Regions from separate parts of the Mus musculus genome. Here all the other regions are linked to region 1. A link is a contact called in public Micro-C and promoter capture Hi-C data. All regions are on one chromosome and are shown on one strand. The core of a region is the stretch at or near the end of the contact, and the rest is flanking DNA. Distances in the headings are between cores, read along the strand shown.

Region 1 (3,922 bases), core at 1,285-3,784:
GTTTTTGTCTGCTGATGTGTGATAGAGGGGTGTACAGTGAGAGCCTCAACCCCAGGCCTGATGCAGGGCACTGCTTTTCCTGCTGCTGCAGGCAGTGGTGCCCACTACCCTTTGAGGGGTGCAGTTTCAGGCCTACATCCAACTTCAGGATCCGTAAAGTTCCTGTCGCCTGGTTCTGTAGTGGTTCTGGCCTGGGGTGAGGTCCTGGCTGTCGGGGTCAGCAGGAACATGGCGTAGGTGGGGCTGGCCGCAGTTCAGAGGGTGAATCAGTGGGAGCTGCTTTGGTTCCCTTTTTGAGCTGTTTCGGGAGGGAGTTGTGTGGATTCCTGATCTATTCCATTTTCACTTCCTGCAACCCCACCCTGTCCCCAGAAGTGCACCCTTGTGGGTGAGCTCTGTAGCTGCTCAGCGTGGTCCCAGACACCTTTTCCCTGAACAGGAGTGCCCTGGGTGACCCAGTGCTCTAATGGGATTTGAGGGTGACAGTGGAAAGGGCTTTCTGGAAACCCTTGTAGAGCCAGGCAGCTCTCAGCTTTGCCTTCCCTATGCTACTGGCCATTCAAAACCCTTTGGACTTAACAAGGTCACAAAGGTCTCAGCAGTGTCCTGGTCTAGCCTGGGTTCATCTTTGGCACCTACACTGCAGGAACAAGCTGGATAGTCCAGTAAGTGGTCTGCAGTGTAGTGTAGTATAGTGTAGTGTGTATTGTTGGGTGATTCTGGAATTTCAATAGGTGGAGGCCATAGTGTTTGAGGTGACCACAGTATGGAGTAGAAGAAGCCCACCTTCGGTATTAGTTTCCTACTAGGAGGGGTGAGGGTATCTTTGGTGTCCAACCAGACCTGCAGAGGACCTGGAAGAGATGTATGGGTGAAGGGCAGAAACTCACTTTCCCCTGTTGTCTTCCACCCTTAAGGCCCCTGTCTTCCTCATACTTCCAGCCCCTCGAGCCCAGATCCACGTCTCTCAACTGGAGTAGACTTGGGCCTCCAGCAACCTGAGAGGCCTGTAGGAATGAGCAGGTCAGGTGAGGGAAGTGTATAGTATTGCAAAGAAGCCTAAGCGGCAGAGAGTTCCATAAGGGTGTATCAGGAGTTCCTTGGCACAGTAGACAAGAACTCAAGTCTTTGTGCTTTTCAGGGCGCTTCGTGTTTAAGGTGTGCAGTATAGCATGGCTCTGAAGCGAGGGCAGGAAGAGCAGGTAGAAACTAGCTGGGCGAGGCCATTTGCTGTGTGGCAAGGGGCCAGGAAGGAGGAGACCCTGAGGCAGAATAGCTGAAGGTATCCAGATGAGCAGAGGAAGGTCTGCAGCAAAACACAGGGAGGGTCAAGGTAAAGGTGAGCCCGCAGTCTCCGCACTTCCGGAGGGCGTGGCCATCCTGTAGACCGCCGTTAAACTGGCAGGTGCCAAGGGACAGCTCTGCCCCTCCCTCTCACCTCACTTTCCTTTTCCGCACCGCACCCTCTCCCTCTCCACCTGCCTCTTCTTTCCTAGCTTTGAGATGCAGAGTACACGCAGTACTGTCTGTCCGCTGCTCCAACTATTTTTGGTGGCGACATCGAGGGCACAAAGCTTAGTTTGTGTCCGCTCGAGCGTTCAGGTCTCGCCCCAGCAATTCTTCCTGCCACTCGTCGCCTACAGGCTTGTCTCTGGATCACCGTTGGCAGCGTCCGGCCTTTGTCCGGCCCTCCTCCACACGCACTGGCGCACATAATGTGATCTTTCGCATCCGGCTTCCCACAGAGGCTGCTCTGGCTTCACCTAGGTTGTAGCCACGTAGTAGGCTCATGCCGGTTGCGGAGGATAGTTGCCGACTGCATGTCTTTCCCCGTGCATCAGGTTGCACTCTGGGTTCATTCTGCCATTGTCATGTAGCTACTGTGAATCCTTGCGGGATTCTCAAAGCTTACCAAGATTGCTCCTGAAGGGCTGAGTGCAAAACTAAGTTCAACCTTAAAAGAGAGGGCCGCACCCTTTTATGAAGTGGAGAATTTTCCTTAAAAACTGCTCTTCTAGTGGCTGGAGGAAGAATGAATATGGGGACAAGGAAGTCTGGGGCTGGCTGTACATGAGAGGGAGGATGGCTTTCCGAAGAGACTTCTGGCGACGTGGCCCCCGGAACTCCCCACCCACTTCGCAGGGCTCAGCTGCTTCTCGCGGAGGCCTGGCGACCCCTGGCGGCGGGTTCCTTCCAGGGCGGCTTCGCAGAGACACTCCCTTCGTGGCTGGGTGGAGCCACATTGCTCCTTCCTCCGCTCCTCCAGGGAACACCTCGGGCGCATGCGCGCCCTCCAGCCTCGCGCTTCCCTAGCCCGGGGTTGCTAAGGCGGTTGATAAGTCGAGGTGCTGATTGGTGAGTTCCAACGGAGTTGGCACCTCCAATCCCCGCCCCCGACCCCGGAAGTGCCTGCCTACGGGATAGACTGGTAGGCACTCAAACGCCAGAGTCATCGTTCATTGGGCCTGAGGGGAGAAGGCGGGCCTCATCCGGAACTGTGATTGGTCGGGGTCCCGAGCGGGCAATCCGAGGCTGTCTAGTGCTGGCTGTATGCGGCGGCGGCGGAGCCGGGTGGAAGGGGCTGCCCGGGCCCTGCCTGAGGCTGTCGCCGCGCTGAGTCGGTGCCTGCCTGCTGGGCCCAGCCCAGAAATCTTCCGCCGCGCCAAGTTCGATCGACCTGAGGCGGTGAGGCTATTCGAGTAGGCGGTCGGGGTCGGGGCAGGCGTTGCCTGGGCTGATGTAGGTGACACCTGATACCCGCTGACTACAAACTCCTCGTTTGCTTCAGGCTCCAGTGCTCTGGCAGCTTCTCTTGCGCGTGCTCTCACCGCTTGCTGCAAACAATACCTGGACCGACCTTGCCCCAGGTAAGCCCCGCCCTCTCAGAAAGCCGCTCCCCAAGGCTATTGTAGTTTTGTCTTAACCCACCAAGTCCCGCCCCATCAAAGCTCCTCTGTTGTTTCCTCCCTTCCTGCAGGCACCTGCTCCTCTCGCTGTTGCGCCCACTTCCATTAGTATAAGTTCCCACTAGCCTTTACCACGCTTACCTGGGTAGTAGTGGCTTTATCACTCCAGTGAAACGCTGAGACTGGCCAACCACTCACAGAAATCCTGCCCGTTGGTTATCACTTTGCCTCCTCATAGACTCTCAGATCTCGCCTCCTTAGTCCACGCTTAGCAGGTTCTAAGCTTAGGGGGTGCTCTCAGGTCCCCAGAGGGATCCAGGTGAAATCTCCAGGTTAGCACCCCCTGATCTGATCATTTCCCACTCCAGAGGCCCAAGCCTGTGTGGTGAAATCAGCACTGGGCTCCCAAGGCTACCCCAGGTCTGTGCTGCTACAATTTCCAGACGGCAGTTCTCAGGGAAGCCGGGAACTGCTGTTGGCCCTGTCTTGGCTCCTCGCCCGAGGACCCTTGCTTGAGCAGCTGCTTGCCCAGACCCGTGTGCAGCTGGGTGACCAGTTGCCCCAGTGGGAGGTGAGTATGTAATTGAGGGTGTCAGAGCCCTGCTTTGCCCAGAACCCGTGGATTTCTCCGGGCTTCCAGCTCATGTGGTATTTGCCCTTGGTGTGGTTCTCATCCAGCTTTGAAGCTGAGGATGTACGTCAGTAGTACAGCTTCCCTGTCCTGGTCCTTCCTCGAGATATGGGATGTATAGCAGGGCTGACTCTTGTTCCCTCTCTACTGTGAGGCCCCAACCAGTCCTGGTCCTCCTGCACCCTTTGTGGAACCAAAGAGCCCCGTGGATCTCCGACTAGTGGAATGGCTGATGGGAAGGCTGCGGTTTAGGTGGCGATGCCTGATCTCTAGTCAGCAGGAGCAGTGTATCCTCCTCAGCAAGGTAATACAGGCACATGGCTCTTCACCCTGTGCCCAGGCTGCCTTTCCCTGGGGTCCATCTCTGTCACCACTATTGGACCAC
Region 2 (3,717 bases), core at 788-3,287, 5.1 Mb after region 1:
TGGGCGTAGAAACTAACTGATTCCCATTGGAAGTCCCACTGTCAGTAGTAGTAGTAGGCTGGCCGACTTGTCCAGTCCCTCCTCCAGCAGTCACGTTATTTATTACTGGCAAAGCTAAAGTCACTCCTCCAATGTTAATTGGTAGGGTTGTTACAACTTGAGCCTGAGTACCAGGAAGGGTCTGCAATTGCAATGGTATTGAAACGCCAGGTCTAATTTGTACTGGAACTGTCTGATTTGCCAGGTTTTGAGCAAGGATATTCCCAGAAGCTGTCCTGTTAGCAGCCGTGAGGATAGCTTGATTATTACCTGCAGAAATGAGCTGAATTTGACCCTGCAAATCCTGTAGAGATGAACTACTAGTTGGGTTGATTTGAATTTGCTGGCCTTCCACCGTCTGAAGTTGGGGGATCACTTGGTACTGTACACTACCGCTTGGGTTTTGTACTTGTATGACTTGAAATTGATTAGGGGTGGAAGGATTACCTGATTTAGTTTTTGTAGGAGAGGAACTCCCGTTATTACTGCTGGAAGAACTAGATGAACTAGAAGCTGGCTGAGAAACGTTATTTTCTTTTGAAGCAGGAGGAGTGGAGGCAACAAGTTGCCAAGCGTTTCCAGCAAGCTGCGTCGTCACCAGTTCTAGCTGCTGTGGCTGATTCTGAAGTTGCACCAATCCTTGGCTTGGATCTATAATAATCTGCTGTTGTCCAGTTGCTTGATTTTCACCAGGAGTCCCTATTTTGCTGCAAGTAGCTGCCAGTAAAGCCAGAGGAGAGGGCTGAGAGTCCTACCCAAAATGGGAGGGGAAAGGAGAGGGAGGGGAAAAAAGTGGGCGGATTTAGTGGAAGACAGCAGTCGGGAGGGGGTTATTTATTTTGAGAGCTCTAAGTATCAGAACACACTCAATAGGCAGCAGAATTAAAAAGGAAATATGAACAAAAGCAGGTGATAGAAGCTATATGAATAAAAAGGCAAGTCCTATTACATAAAGTTTAAATAAAAAGGAATTTTCTGGTAAACTTTCTTAAAGTGTTATTCTTCTAAACTCAAAATGCCCTTGGGAAAATAGACACCTTCTTCTAACAGTCTGAATTCCTGGTGTAATATAAACATCGTTATAGCCTCAACGATGGGAAATCTTCAAGAATTTACGATTTAAGTTCCTCACTCAGAAAGATGCTTTGAATGGATAAACATTTTTATTCTGTTCTTTACTTCTGGGTACTTAAAGAGCATAACTCCCTCTCTTCCCTAAAGCTTTGTGTTGAATTTTCTTTTAACGTTTGCTTTTACCTGGGAGCCTGAGGTTTTGGGTTTTTTATTGTTATTCTCTGGCTCAGAGGTTTTCCCTCCTTCTGTAGCCATCGCCGCTGCCGCCTCCTCCTCCTCCTCCTTCTTCTGATCTGCAACAACCCCCCACCACCACCAACACACACGACAACAGGTTATTAGGATTATTATTATTCGTTCTCCTCCCTTCTTCCCCCTCCCTCCTCTTGAACATTAATCTCCGTAAACCCGCGATCCGTGCACACCGGCAGGGGGTGGGGGAGAAGGAGGGTAGGGAGGAGGGGGCTCTCACGAAACGTGGTTTGAAACCCGACCCATAGGCTCCAGAGCAACACCCAGAAGGAGGTTGTTCTAGCTCAGACATTAAGACAAAACACAGCCCTCCTTCCCTCCCCCTGGTTCCCTCCCGCCCTCTCCTCCTCCCCTTCCAGCATCTCGGCGGCCCCGGGGGAGGGGGAAGCGAGCAGGGTCTGGGGAGGGAGGGACGAAGGGAGGCGGTGAAGGAGACCGAGGGGGGTGGAGAATACGTACCGCTCATCCCGCATTAACAGGACAAACCCTCTCAGAGACACTGGGATAGAGGTGGGTGGGGGTGGGGGCGAGGCGGGAGGAGAGGCCGGTCCCGCCCGCCCGCGGTGGCTCGGAGGAGGCTGTAGCTGGCACAGGCTCTGCCTCTTTTTCCGCGAATGGCCGCCGCTGGGCTGTGGCGTAGCAGCTCCTCTCTCCGCCCGAGCCCGGCTGACTCGCCCTTGATTGACAGCGGCGGCGCGCGGCGAGGGCGGCGGCGCGGGCCGGGGGGCGGAGCCAGGGCGGCGCGAGCGCGGCGACTCCCCACCCCCCTCGGCCTGCCTCCGCCGGCGCCGCCGACTCTCCACCCCTTCCCCCAGCGGATTGGCCGCCGACCTGCCGGGGCCGGGGCGCTGGGGCCGCCCTTTCTCCTCCCCTTTGCCCGGCTGGTGCTCGCTGCTGTTCGGCTTCTGCCTTCCCGGCCCGCGGAGCGTGCCCTCTCGGTGAGCTAGCTGCGGTTTGCTGCCGGCAGGCCCTCCATACAGCCAAACTTGTTGTCTCAGGATATCCCGCCCCCTACTCAGTTCCCGGCGCCCTCCACTCAAAAGCGCGCCGCAGCATCCTGCGAGGGGCCGCGGAAGGAAGACATGGAGCTAGGCTTAAGGGAGAGGAGCGGGGCGAGCGCGGGGAAGCGTGAGCTCCCTGCGATCCCGTGGTCTGAGTGGACTGCCAGCTGCCCCCTCGGCGTGAGCATGGCTTTTCCTAAGGCGCATCCGGACCCGGGCGCCCTTTTTCCCTGGCTCGGCTCTCATTGGATGAGGCCGCTGACGCACAGTGAGTCGTGGGAGGAGGCGGGCGGGCCTCTCCCGCAAAGGCTTTCGGGCCTCGTAGTTTTTGACGGCTATTCCGATTGAGGCACCGCCTTCCTCCCGCCCCCGAACGCGGCCTGGCTGCGGAGCCTAGAGCTGCCCGAGGGGGCGGTGGCAGCAGGGCGTGGCCGGGGCCGAGTGGGAGTTGAACCCCGCGCGGGGGGGAGGGAGAAATGGGTGTTGTTTGCCTGGGCCTATCGGCCGAGTGGGGCTGCCCGAACCGCCTCTGCCACCGCCCCCTCAGCTGAAAGCCGCTCCCCGCGGGGCGAGCTCACACCCGGAGCGCGCGGCGATTGAGCGGACCGAGGTGTTGGGAGGCGGGGTCTGGTGTCCTCGGGGTTTGAATGAAGCTGACTTGGGGTACATCCCCTTCGCCCTGCTTTCTTTGCTCACCTAGCTTGCCGGGGCCTCCGGTCTCAGCGCGAGGCCTGTGTTCCCACCGAGCAGGAGCTTCCATTTTATTTGTCGTATCTCTGGCTGGCTGCTGGTGCAGATTAGTGACTTGTCTTCTAGGGTGGCCACGAGTGCGCCTTAGAGTCTGCGTTCTTGGCGCGCTTCTCGCTCCTAGAGGTCTCACAAGGTTGTCCGGGCAAAGGAAAGCCTGGCTGCATGTGGGTCAGCTCTGGTCATGGTTTTAGCGTAAGCTTCTAGGCAAGTGGAATTCACAGCTAGCTGCGCAAAGCACTTTGTCAAATGCTCCTGAACCGGCCCCTAGCTTCTCTCCAAAGACATGAAATCAAGATACCAGGGACCGACCATATGAGCGACTGATGAAGTGTACCAAAGCTGGAAATAAGTCCCTAAAAAGAACCTTGGGACAGGACACCATTACACACTAGGCTTAAAGCGTTCCACATTTATTGACGTGGACCCCACATTCAGCTTTGGGTGTTTTTGTCTGGTGCCTGAGGTCTGACATATTGTAAGAGTGAGTGAGGAGTCTGGTTCTGTACTTTACTAGTGTTTCCTTGCTCAAGTATTTAGGGTGATGACAAAGCTGTAGCAGTAAAGTAAAGAAGCTGGAGTAAATTACAATGTTGCCTACTCC
Region 3 (4,006 bases), core at 1-2,500, 7.4 Mb before region 1:
TGGGGAGGGAGCTTTAGGAGTGAAAGGAAGCCCTAAGTGCAGGGGACCTCCAAAAGCTTCTTTCTTTTTTTTTTTTTTTTTTTTTTTGGTTTTTCGAGACAGGGTTTCTCTGTGTAGCCCTGGCTGTCCTGGCACTCACTTTGTAGACCAGGCTGGCCTCGAACTCAGAAATCCGCCTGCCTCTGCCTCCCGAGTGCTGGGATTAAAGGCGTGCGCCACCACGCCCGGCCAAAAGCTTCTTTCAAGAAGCTATGAGAAGGAAAAGGAATAGTTGGGCCTTTCTAATGATTACTCAGAACAGAATGGTGAGTGTACCCAGCCAAACCCCGTAAGAAGTGTGCCAGGGGCTGGAAATTTTAGGAAGGAAAAATACATTATCTTAAGATGAACCCAGCATACTAGGAATGGCTCCTTTTTCTGAGTATGGTCCAGTAACCCGAACTTCACCTGCCCAACTGCATTAACTCTTCAGCACAGAGACAAGGTCATAGTCACACCCAGAAGTATATTCCAATCTATCACATAAAATTGGTAGTGGTGTTTCACACCTGTAATGTCAACACTCAGGAGGTGGAGGCAGGAGGATCAGAAACTAAGGGCTAGTAGCTTCATGGGAGCCTGTCTTATAAAACAAACAAGAACAACAACAACAACAACAACAAAAAACCCGCCAAAACCCCAAAGGTTACTGTCAATTTTATTAAATTATTGCCTTGGTCCGGAATCCCCTGCCCTGCACATTTGGCATGAGAAGCACAGGTCTGGGCAACACAGATGCAGAGGGTCATCGTCAGGGGAGGGGATCCACGGCCACACTTCTGGGACAGGCTCTGTACTGGGCTCTAACACATTTAAGTCCTCACTCACATCGATGTTTAAAAAGCAGTTCTCCCACGCAGCGGAGGTGCAACTGGCACCGAACAGCTCTCGGTTCCAGGCATCCCCCGCGCTTGGGCTGCCCCGCACGTGGCGCCCGCTTGGGCCGCGCCCCCTTCTCATCGCTGCCACGGCTGCGTCACTCTCATTCGCCAGGACGGCGTCGCCAAGCGAATGAACTACAGCCTCTCGCTCGGAGCCTCCCGCACCCATCCCACGCTCTACCACGAAAGCGTGAGATCACCGGGGGGGGGGGGGGGGGGGGGGAGGGGGAGAAGCGCCGCTTCACGCCGAGAACTACATTTCCCGTCAGGTCTTGCGGCGTCGCGCAGCGCGCGCGCAGGCGCGCGCTCGGTGTGCGTGGCGGCGTCAGCGGTTCTAGAACGTTGCTGTGGTAGCGCTCGGGCGCCATGTTAGGACGAAGGGGAAGGAGGAGAAGCGCTTAAAGCGGCGGGGCACGGGTGCAGGACTGGGTTGGCCCCGGGGCTGAGGTAGGCTGCCGTCCTTCCCGCCTCGGTGGATCATGCCCAGGACGGCAGCGGTCGCGGGGGGGAAGTGACTGGGCGGTGCCGGCGCCGGAGACGATGCCGTTGTAAGTGATTGGCGTGCTGAGTGAGGCGCACGCCGGCCGGGCCCCGGGGGTGGCGGAGGGGGAGGGGAGGCGCACGGGCGCCCCGGGCCGCGGCTTCCGGCCCCTCGGGCGCGGGGCCCCCGCAGGATCCCCAAGCGGAACGGCGCCCGGCGCGGACTGGCGGGCCGCGGCTCCCGGGTTCCTTCCTGTCCCGGTTTCACCATGGCGCCGTCCAGCCCCCTAGTTCCCCACTTCCGCTTCCCTCGGAGCGGGTGAGGAACCGGGGCCGGGAGGGAGCAGGCCGCGCTGGCGGCCCGGGGGCAGCTTCCGGAACGGCGGGCTGCGGGGCGGCGCCGTCCCTGCTTTGTTGTGACTAGGCAACCTGGCTTCGGCGCGCTACCTGATCGCTCCCGCCCTTGGGTCACTTGTGTTGTGATTGCGAGTGTACGCTTTGAGCTAATTCACTTAGGCCTTCTAATGTCGCTAGGTCTACTTTACACACTTGACCGTGATTTTTCTTTACTTAATTTCCCCCCTCCCCCCTTTTCTCCTAAGAAAGATATTTGGAAACCGGTTGTTGGGATTCGAAAGTAGATGAGGGTTTTATGTTCCAACTAACCTATCTTGGCGAAAAGGCTTTAGGTCGTGCGACTGCTTTTCTTCCAAACAAGAGAGGCAGTTTTGGACGTAGCCTCAATGTGACAGATCTAGGGTTGTACTTACTAATTTAAAAATGGATTTCATGCGCTTTTCTTTCTCACACACTAGCTTGCTAGCTTTACTCGACCCTGATGTTTAGTCCAGAGACCTGTCAGCTGTATTTCTGTAGTGATAACATTTGTTGGGCTTAATTAACCACAAAGTTCCCTTTGACTCCTTATTCATGGAACAAGGGTAAAGGAGCACGAGAATAGAATCTATAAAGATGTTTGGTGTTTTTCAGTGGGGTTCAAGTAGATGTGAGTGAGTGAGGTGTTGTCACATGATGACCTTGTATTAGCTCATCCAGACTTTTTTCTGATACATCAGTGCTTAAAAAAAGATATGGTTGCACACTCTAAAGGGAAGGCTTCGGATTAGAAATGTTATCTTGTGTCTGGGAGTGAAGGTAGGAGGGAGAGTACAGGTTTCCTGCAGTTTTTATTTCAGTGCACTTCTGAAAGTGGAACGGTACAAGGAGGCTGCATGAGCACCGCACATGTCCAGGTCTATGCTTGAAGTTCTTCAGTCTATTTCCTTTAGGTTTAAAAAAATGGAGCCAAGACAGATGGACATGCACATGACCCCTTTTTTTTGTGTGTTTCATGGGATTTGAACTCTATAGCCAGTTTCTTACAAGCTGTTCTATCTCCATCCAGAGTGTACTGGGACTTTTAATCCAGGGAAACCCAAGACTGCCTGGCTGAGGAGGACAGGCCTGCCTTCCTCCTCATTACTTTGTTTCTTGAGGGCTCTGTCCCTGAGCTCACCTCTCCATGGGACGCCTTGTTCTTCTGTGTGCCAGCATCACTTGCCATGATTTTTACTTTTGATCTTTTGAATTGAGATTTCCTGGATAGTTTGTGTTTGGTATCCAGTGTGGGTTTTGGTGTGCCTGTTAAATTTAGACAATGTAAGTTGGGATTGAAGCATAGACAGTTCAGGTGAATGGTCAGAATGGACTGAGTCGTTACAAAACATTCTCAAAGGTATATGGTTTGTGTATAATTACATACATAATTTGGAAAATGCTGGTACCTTTTGATTGCCATAGTGGTGAAACTTAGAAAAGTTATGGAGGAAGCTAAAGCTTTTTAAAATACTTGAAATTTCTGCATTCTCCATTAACAGAGTTTCTCACCTCAGTGCTGTAACCCTGGTAATTTCTGGAGGGCCCTTCCCACGTCTTGTTGGGTGTGTAACAGTACCTCTGACCTGCTTAGTGGTTGCCAACGGCTTTACCCCAGGAACTTCTCACAGTGGCAAACGCACAGATGTCCCCAGACTTTTCCAGATGTACTCTGAGGGACTTTGTTCGTGGTTTAAGAACCACTGCATTAACACAAAGTATATATCATTATAGACATTTTATTCTCTGTGCCATATGCTAGTGTCCACATCTTTCTTTGTACCAGTACCAGTGACTTAGCAAGTGTCAGAATGTTGTTGAAGTTGTTGGTAGAACTATTTAGTGAGACTTAAGACAGTAGTTCTTCTAAGTGTATAAAGGACTTTTACTGGTAAGAAAATGGGGCAGGGAACTTGCCTAGAGTCAAAGGTGGGAGTGGGTGGGTAGGAGAGTGAGGGGGGTATGGGGGACTTTTGGGATAGCATTGGAAATGTAAATGAAGAAAATACCTAATTAAAAAAGAAAAGGAAATAAGGACAAAAAGTTTAACACAATTCCATTCAAATAAAATTATAACTAACATTACAAAAAACAAACAAACAAAAAACCCAAAAGGTAGAGCTGGGTCCTGCTCGGGAATATGATGTGGCTGTGCCTTAGCATGGTCTGCTGGTGCATTACTGGGATCCTTTTTACCCGGTTGAGAGCTTTTGTTGGTTCTGTAATCTCAG

Evidence for each region. Promoter capture Hi-C pulls out the DNA fragments that hold promoters and counts their contacts. A called contact is a pair of places that touch in the nucleus more often than the background predicts.
Region 2: a contact with region 1 is called in a Micro-C map of embryonic stem cells, with 10 times the contacts expected there. The contact joins the promoter of Sp4 here to the promoter of Tedc1 in region 1.
Region 3: a contact with region 1 is called in a promoter capture Hi-C map of cranial neural crest. The contact joins the promoter of Papola here to the promoter of Tedc1 in region 1. A contact is called at or near these places in 1 of 39 promoter capture datasets (cranial neural crest) and 1 of 484 Hi-C or Micro-C datasets (muscle stem cells).

What each region holds. Positions count from the first base shown.
Region 1 is chr12:113,153,887-113,157,808 of GRCm38.p6, forward strand. Tedc1 (tubulin epsilon and delta complex 1) reads left to right here and starts at 2,535. Exons shown (of 8, transcript NM_134041.3): 1 at 2,535-2,685; 2 at 2,789-2,867; 3 at 3,275-3,477; 4 at 3,692-3,841. The coding sequence starts at 2,551.
Region 2 is chr12:118,299,403-118,303,119 of GRCm38.p6, forward strand. Sp4 (trans-acting transcription factor 4) reads right to left here and starts at 2,038. Exons shown (of 6, transcript NM_009239.4): 1 at 1,825-2,038; 2 at 1,297-1,406; 3 at 1-790. The coding sequence starts at 1,831.
Region 3 is chr12:105,783,447-105,787,452 of GRCm38.p6, forward strand. It overlaps Papola (poly (A) polymerase alpha), which reads left to right and starts at 1,251. Exons shown (of 22, transcript NM_011112.4): 1 at 1,251-1,468. The coding sequence starts at 1,461.